2 separate regions of the Lactuca sativa genome follow, and region 1 is linked to region 2. Evidence: chromatin contacts called from public Hi-C data. All regions are on one chromosome and are shown on one strand. The core of a region is the stretch at or near the end of the contact, and the rest is flanking DNA. Distances in the headings are between cores, read along the strand shown.

What was found. Hi-C and Micro-C count contacts between places; a contact is called where the count stands out from the background.
Region 1: a contact with region 2 is called in a Hi-C map of leaf, with 3 times the contacts expected there. The contact joins the promoter of LOC111915188 here to the promoter of LOC111915197 in region 2. A contact is called at or near these places in 2 of 4 Hi-C or Micro-C datasets (leaf and seed).

The regions. Positions count from the first base shown.
Region 1 is chr2:85,876,126-85,879,434 of Lsat_Salinas_v11, reverse strand. It overlaps LOC111915188 (serine carboxypeptidase-like 13), which reads left to right and starts at 1,355. Exons shown (of 14, transcript XM_023910862.2): 1 at 1,355-1,534; 2 at 1,994-2,139. The coding sequence starts at 1,383.
Region 2 is chr2:85,701,032-85,704,113 of Lsat_Salinas_v11, reverse strand. LOC111915197 (protein ALTERED PHOSPHATE STARVATION RESPONSE 1) reads right to left here and starts at 1,365. Exons shown (of 6, transcript XM_042899122.2): 1 at 1,137-1,365; 2 at 1-380. The coding sequence starts at 317.

The sequences.
Region 1 (3,309 bases), core at 106-2,605, 180 kb before region 2:
ATCTTCTTTAAGTTATTATTAATAATAAGTGGTTTAAAATTAATGAATGACAATTTTAAATGATAATAACATCAAATTATAAATTACATTTAGCTATAAATAAATTGTACTTTAAATGAACATCATTATTGAAATTAAAAAATGATCGCATGAATAAAAATATAATCAATCACTAATAATAATTGTTAAAAATAATATTAAATAGAAAATTATATTTAACTATATTAATGAGGAATGTGTGTTAATGTCAATGAATATTATTGTTCAAAATAACAGAAATTATATATATATATATATATATATATATATATATATATATATATATATATATATATATATATATATAGAGAGAGAGAGAGAGAGTTAGGTTCAAATGTTTTCACTATCTATTGTGTGCCTGTATGATTGATTCTAGACCAATCATTTTAGTTATTTTAAAAAAGTAATTAATGCATATTAAATGCTGAAGATGTAATTAATATCTATTATATTTTGAACATGTAATATGCATTAATTATTTTCTTAAAATAACTAAAATGATTGGTCCAGAATCAGTCATACATGCACACAATAGATAGTGAAAACAAAATAACCTAACCCTATATATATATATATATATATATATATATATATATATATATATATATATAGGGTTAGGTTATTTTGTTTTCACTATTTATTGTGTGCATGTATGACTGATTCTGGACCAATTATTTTAGTTATTTTAAGAAAGTAATTAATGCATATTACATGTTGAAAATATAATAGATATTAATTACATCTTCAGCATTTAATATGCATTAATTACTTTCTTAAAATAACTAAAATGATTGGTCTAGAATCAATCATATAGGCACACAATAAATAGTGAAAACATTTGAACCTAACTATATCTCTCTCTCTCTCTCTCTCTCTATATATATATATATATATATATATATATATATATATATATATATATATTAGTGTAAAAATATTATTTCAAAGTTAATGTCAATAACATAACCATTTTAAACATATATTTTTCAATATTTTAACAATATATTTTTAATATTCGTTGCGCAACGTGCGGGAATTCGTCTAGTATATATATATATATATATATATATATATATATATATATATATATATATATATATATATATATATATATATATATATATATATATATCGCCGTTAAAAAATACTAAGTCAACATGTGTATATCCATACATGTGTGGCTTTTGTCAAATATGTGTTCCACACGCTTCAAAATTTATTAATAAAGTTAATTTATATGTCAGTAAATGGGATTATTAATTATTTATCCACACGGGAGTTCCTCTATATATAGCAATAAACAGGTAGAGCGAAGCACGTGCAACTTGAGATATCATAGTATAATGGAACCTAGTATGAGACCAAACAATATGAAGCTTTCTTTTATTTTCGTTTTCACCTTTCACTTCTACTTGATTGTTTTATCTTACTCCAAATCAATTATCAAAACAATTCCAGGATATGCAGGAGATCTTCCTTTTAAACTTGAAACCGGGTATGATTTTCATCTTTTCTTTATTTATCTGTTAAACAAAGAATCGAGCTACCAGCGATTGGTAATTTATGTGTACGTGATTAGAAATCAAATAGTAATCACCAATGATAATTCTTATCACAAATAAAAATGAACAAGACTATTTGGCATAACTCCACCATTGGTTGTGGTTTTCAGTTATGTGAAGACTCATTAGCTAAAATAGTGATAATATATGTCATAAAGATTCAAACAAATACTCAAAACATGCATTCATATAAAAAAATAGGTTCTTCGACCACTATGGCATCCTCGATTTGTGAGATTATGGGGGAGAGGCTTGCCTTATGTGAATTGTTAAACATAATGCTCTTTAGTAATGTGTAGTATTTTCTCATGACCATCTTGATGCGTTTAAAATTTGAAATTGGATCGGCTCAAATAATGTTCTACCTATTTATCCTGACAATTGTATAAAAGGTATATTGGAGTAGGGGAGAACAAAAACGTACAATTGTTTTATTACTTTGTCGAGTCAACAAGGAACCCACAAGAAGACCCGCTTATATTTTATATTCCCGGTGGACCAGGTGCTTCTGCGTTAATCACATTCTTATATGAATTAGGTATGTTTTGATTGCTAGTTTTGAAATTGTAATTTCGTTACTTTTTTCTTTTTGTGACTTTTATATTTATAATTTATAAACTTAATAGCTTGCACTTTAGAGGATTTTGATAGTTGGATAATTGAATTGAAATTTCGGATATAATAAAATTTTCTATGATCCATTTTAAAATTAACAATGTAAAAAAATTTCGAATATGCAAAAAAAAATTCGTTATTTTTGAATTTTTTAAGTAATATGTTCGAAATATATTCAAAATATTTATAAAATAAAAATATGTATTTTTTAATATTTTTCTAAATACAATTTTTTTTGATTCAGTGAAAAATAAATTTTCTCAAAATTTTTCCAATGTCTTCGATGTAGCAAATATTTATTTTTGTTATATATATATATATATATATATATATATATATATATATATATAGAGAGAGAGAGAGAGAGAGAGAGAGAAAGAGAGAGAGAGAGAGATTTTTGTAACCAAAAGATTTGTGATAACTTTTGAACAATCACAGTCATATGGACTATTGACGAGCAAACCAGCAGTGTATACAACTATTGAATGTGTGCATACATAAAATTTCAAAAATAAATAAAAAAAATTATCAAATATATTTTTTGAGCCTCAATATAGTTTAGACGCACCATTTTGAAAAGATTGGTATTTTTTGTTTTAAAAATGATAAGTTGATTATGATTTCTTAAGTTCATATGTTTTTTTTTTTAATTCTCATGATAACTCAACCATATATATATATATATATATATATATATATATATATATATATATATATATATATATATATATATATATATATATATATATATATATATATATATATATATATATATATATATGAAAGGAAGGGTTGTTTGGAAAACCCTAAAAATTATAAAAATGCATAAAAAAATACTTAGAGATCACAAAACGTTTTTTTGAAAAAATCACAGCTTTTTAGACAAAATCGGTGAAAAAAATTTTGAAAAAAAATAAAAATTGAATTTTTTTTCAGCGAATTTTTATAAAAAAATTCAAAAAAAAAAGTTTGTGATCTCTAATTATCTTTTTTATGCATTTTTTTTCAGCGAATTTTAATAAAAACCTACGATTTTTTACAAATCAAAATGTATAATATCTGTGGATTTTGTCAAATACATGGTCCACACTCT
Region 2 (3,082 bases), core at 116-2,615:
GATGGGGATAGGTTTCCAGGTGGATTGATATGTTGTGACATGGTTGAAGAGAAAGAGAATTGAGAAAGGGATTTTCCAATGAATGTTTGTGGCTCAGGAGTTGCATTAGTGGATGTGTATAAAGAGGATTCCATTGGCACTTCAGGTTCAACAAACCTACTTAATGCTTTCCCTATAATTGTTAGAGACTCTATGTAAGTAAAATGAGTGGCTGCAAGTGAACATCTTCCATCAAGTGCTTTTCTAACAAACTTTTTCCTTTCACGGCATAGCTGAAGAGCCTTATCTTCTTCCACTTTTGAGTTTGTGGCACCCATTAACCCGATCTTTCTTCTTGGACACCTTACTGCTTATCTATCCACACATCACATGGACTTCTTCTGCAAGTTTACAAATTTTATATACTGTGATTTGTTTATTCACTGTTCAAACTCAAGCATCAGGCATTTCCTAGAAACCAGATTGGAAGGGTAGATACAGATGTTCTAAGAAATATTGACATGTAGATGTAAATGTATTCATCAATATCCTTTTTGGTTGAGTTGGTAAAGGGAAAAGGGAATCTGAATCAGATACCCCAAATGCATACCCCTCAAAAAGAACTTGTTAACAATCAGAACTAGGAACTGAGAAAATTGTTAATCCAACCAGAATATATAATTATAACTTTCCAACTTACCGTAGAAGATACACGATAACCTCAGACTTGCAAGCTGCAAAACAAGCTCTATGAGCTTTCACAAGCTGTAACTGTAGTACATGGAAGGCAGGGATTTACTATCAGATACGAGTCTCAAATCCAATCAGTTCTTCTATTCCAATTAAAAGAACACTTCACACAATATAAAACCCAAATTCAAAAAATCAATACTAGCGACCTAATTAATGAATCGTGCTTCACATCAAATTGAAGCTCTTCAACCATTGATTTAACTTTTGAAAAAAGCACAAAACGAATAAAGCGATAATTACCCACATATTTTATGATTAAGAGATCGAAAACTTCCGAGTTAAGATGTAAGAACACGGTACTGTGAACAGCATAATTCAGATATCACAAATTTAAAGTGCAAAGCTAAATATTTTGCTTGAAACGGAAAAGGAATGACCTGAAACCAAGAAGAACTGAACTTCACCTGACAAATAGGTTACAATTATAGAAGAAGGGTAGAGAAATTGAGTGACGGTGAGCGGCGGAGAGAACCGATTCGAGAAAAGTGTGGTTCGTTCATGCAAAAGCAAAGAAGGAAGGGGACGAAAGTGTGTGAATGTGAAGCGTGGGGTCCGCCATATGCAAAGGTCCAAATTGGTAAACGTAAAGAAAGATTAGAATCGATCGGATCAGGAGGAAAGGGTGCTTTGCTGGGTTCGCCGTGGGATTGGAGACTTCCCTTTTACTTTTTAGGAATGGATTTTTAACTTCAAATTACAACTTTAGAATAACATCATTTAAGATTCCTTGAATAAATAATTATATCACTTATGTTAACTTTTAATTAAATTAGTAAAAAAATTATATTTTTCATATGGTTTTGTGTAATATATAAGTTTTGTTTTTATCATTTTTTTTCTTTTAGATCGTCCATTTGATATTTTTGTTGTGATTTCGTCACTAAATGTCATCAAATAACCAAAACATGTCATAAAAGAGTAATATCATAGTACAACTCCCGAAAATCTCATATGCAGAAAAATCATAGTGTGATGTGTTGCGATCATGCCGACTCCTTTCCTTTCGAAGAAGAAGTACCTGAAACCAAAACTGATAACTGTAAGCACGAAGTTTAGTGAGTTCCTCCATCATATCACATAACAACATACTGGTAGGCATAACTGGGTGCTCGGCCTACCCTGTCAGGCATATCTGGGTGTCGGACCTACCCTGTCAAGCATATATGGGTGCTCGACCTACCCTGTCAGGCATATCTGGGTGCCCGATCTACCCTCTGGTGTATTTCAACTGGTTACAGGGTCTATTTCGTCTCTACCACTACCACATAATAACATAGCATAAACATGCCGTTAGGCATATCTGGGTGCCCAACCTACCATGTCAGACATATCTAGGTGTCTAATCTACCATGCCAAGCATATTTGGGTGCTCGACCTACCCTTCGGTTTATCTCAATCGGTTACGGGGTTTATTTCACCCCTACCACTACCACATAATAACATAGCATATAAGCACATAAATCTCATCAGATAGTGGCATACCAGACAAATATCTCTACTACAAATAACTACTAATGGGCTGACATTGGTGCCTTCAACCCACGCATATCGGGAAGGTAACTCACCTGAATGTTGAATCTCACGGTAAGAAATTTCTAACGGCTGCTCCAACGACTTCCCGAGTTATCAGTATAAAATAACACTTAGTCAAAACCAAATAATCCTTCTTAGGGTAAAATGACCATTTTACCCCTGATCTAATTTGGTTTATGCCTAAAGCCCAAAACCATAACATGAAAAGGCCCAATACTAGGTAAACTTCCCAGACCCACTATTGGCCCAATTTTCTAAATTGGTCCCAATCCCCTCTAATGGGCCTTACCCTAGACCCAAAATAAGACATAGTCCAATAAAAACCAAAATGACGATCCAGTAAGGCCCATAGTAGTAAATTCTAAGAGAATGGCCCAAGGAAGCACATAGTCGTAACGAACACAGGGAATTCCCTTGTGGAATGTTGAGCGTTCCTCACCAGTCCAGATCGTGAGCCCTAACGGGAACGAGGGCGTTCCCGGACCTTACGCAGCGTGTTCGCGTCCAGATTCAAAAAAATCGGCCATTAAGCACTTAATGCTTAAGCCATGTTACCCAAAACGTAGATCCAAGCCATTTAGGACCTCTAGAACTATAAAGTCACAGACTTGGTGACTTTGCATGCCCCCAAAAGCTCTAAACTCCAAAAATGGCATTTTACTTCCATGAAAATGGCCTTATCTCATGCATGAACACATCAAGACCTTCAAGATGGCAACTTTTTGTCTTAGGGACTCAAATAGCACCAAGGGTGGAAACCCTAAGCCTAGGAAACGGATTTGGACCATAAAGCTTCATCCTTGGGACCAAAAAGGTC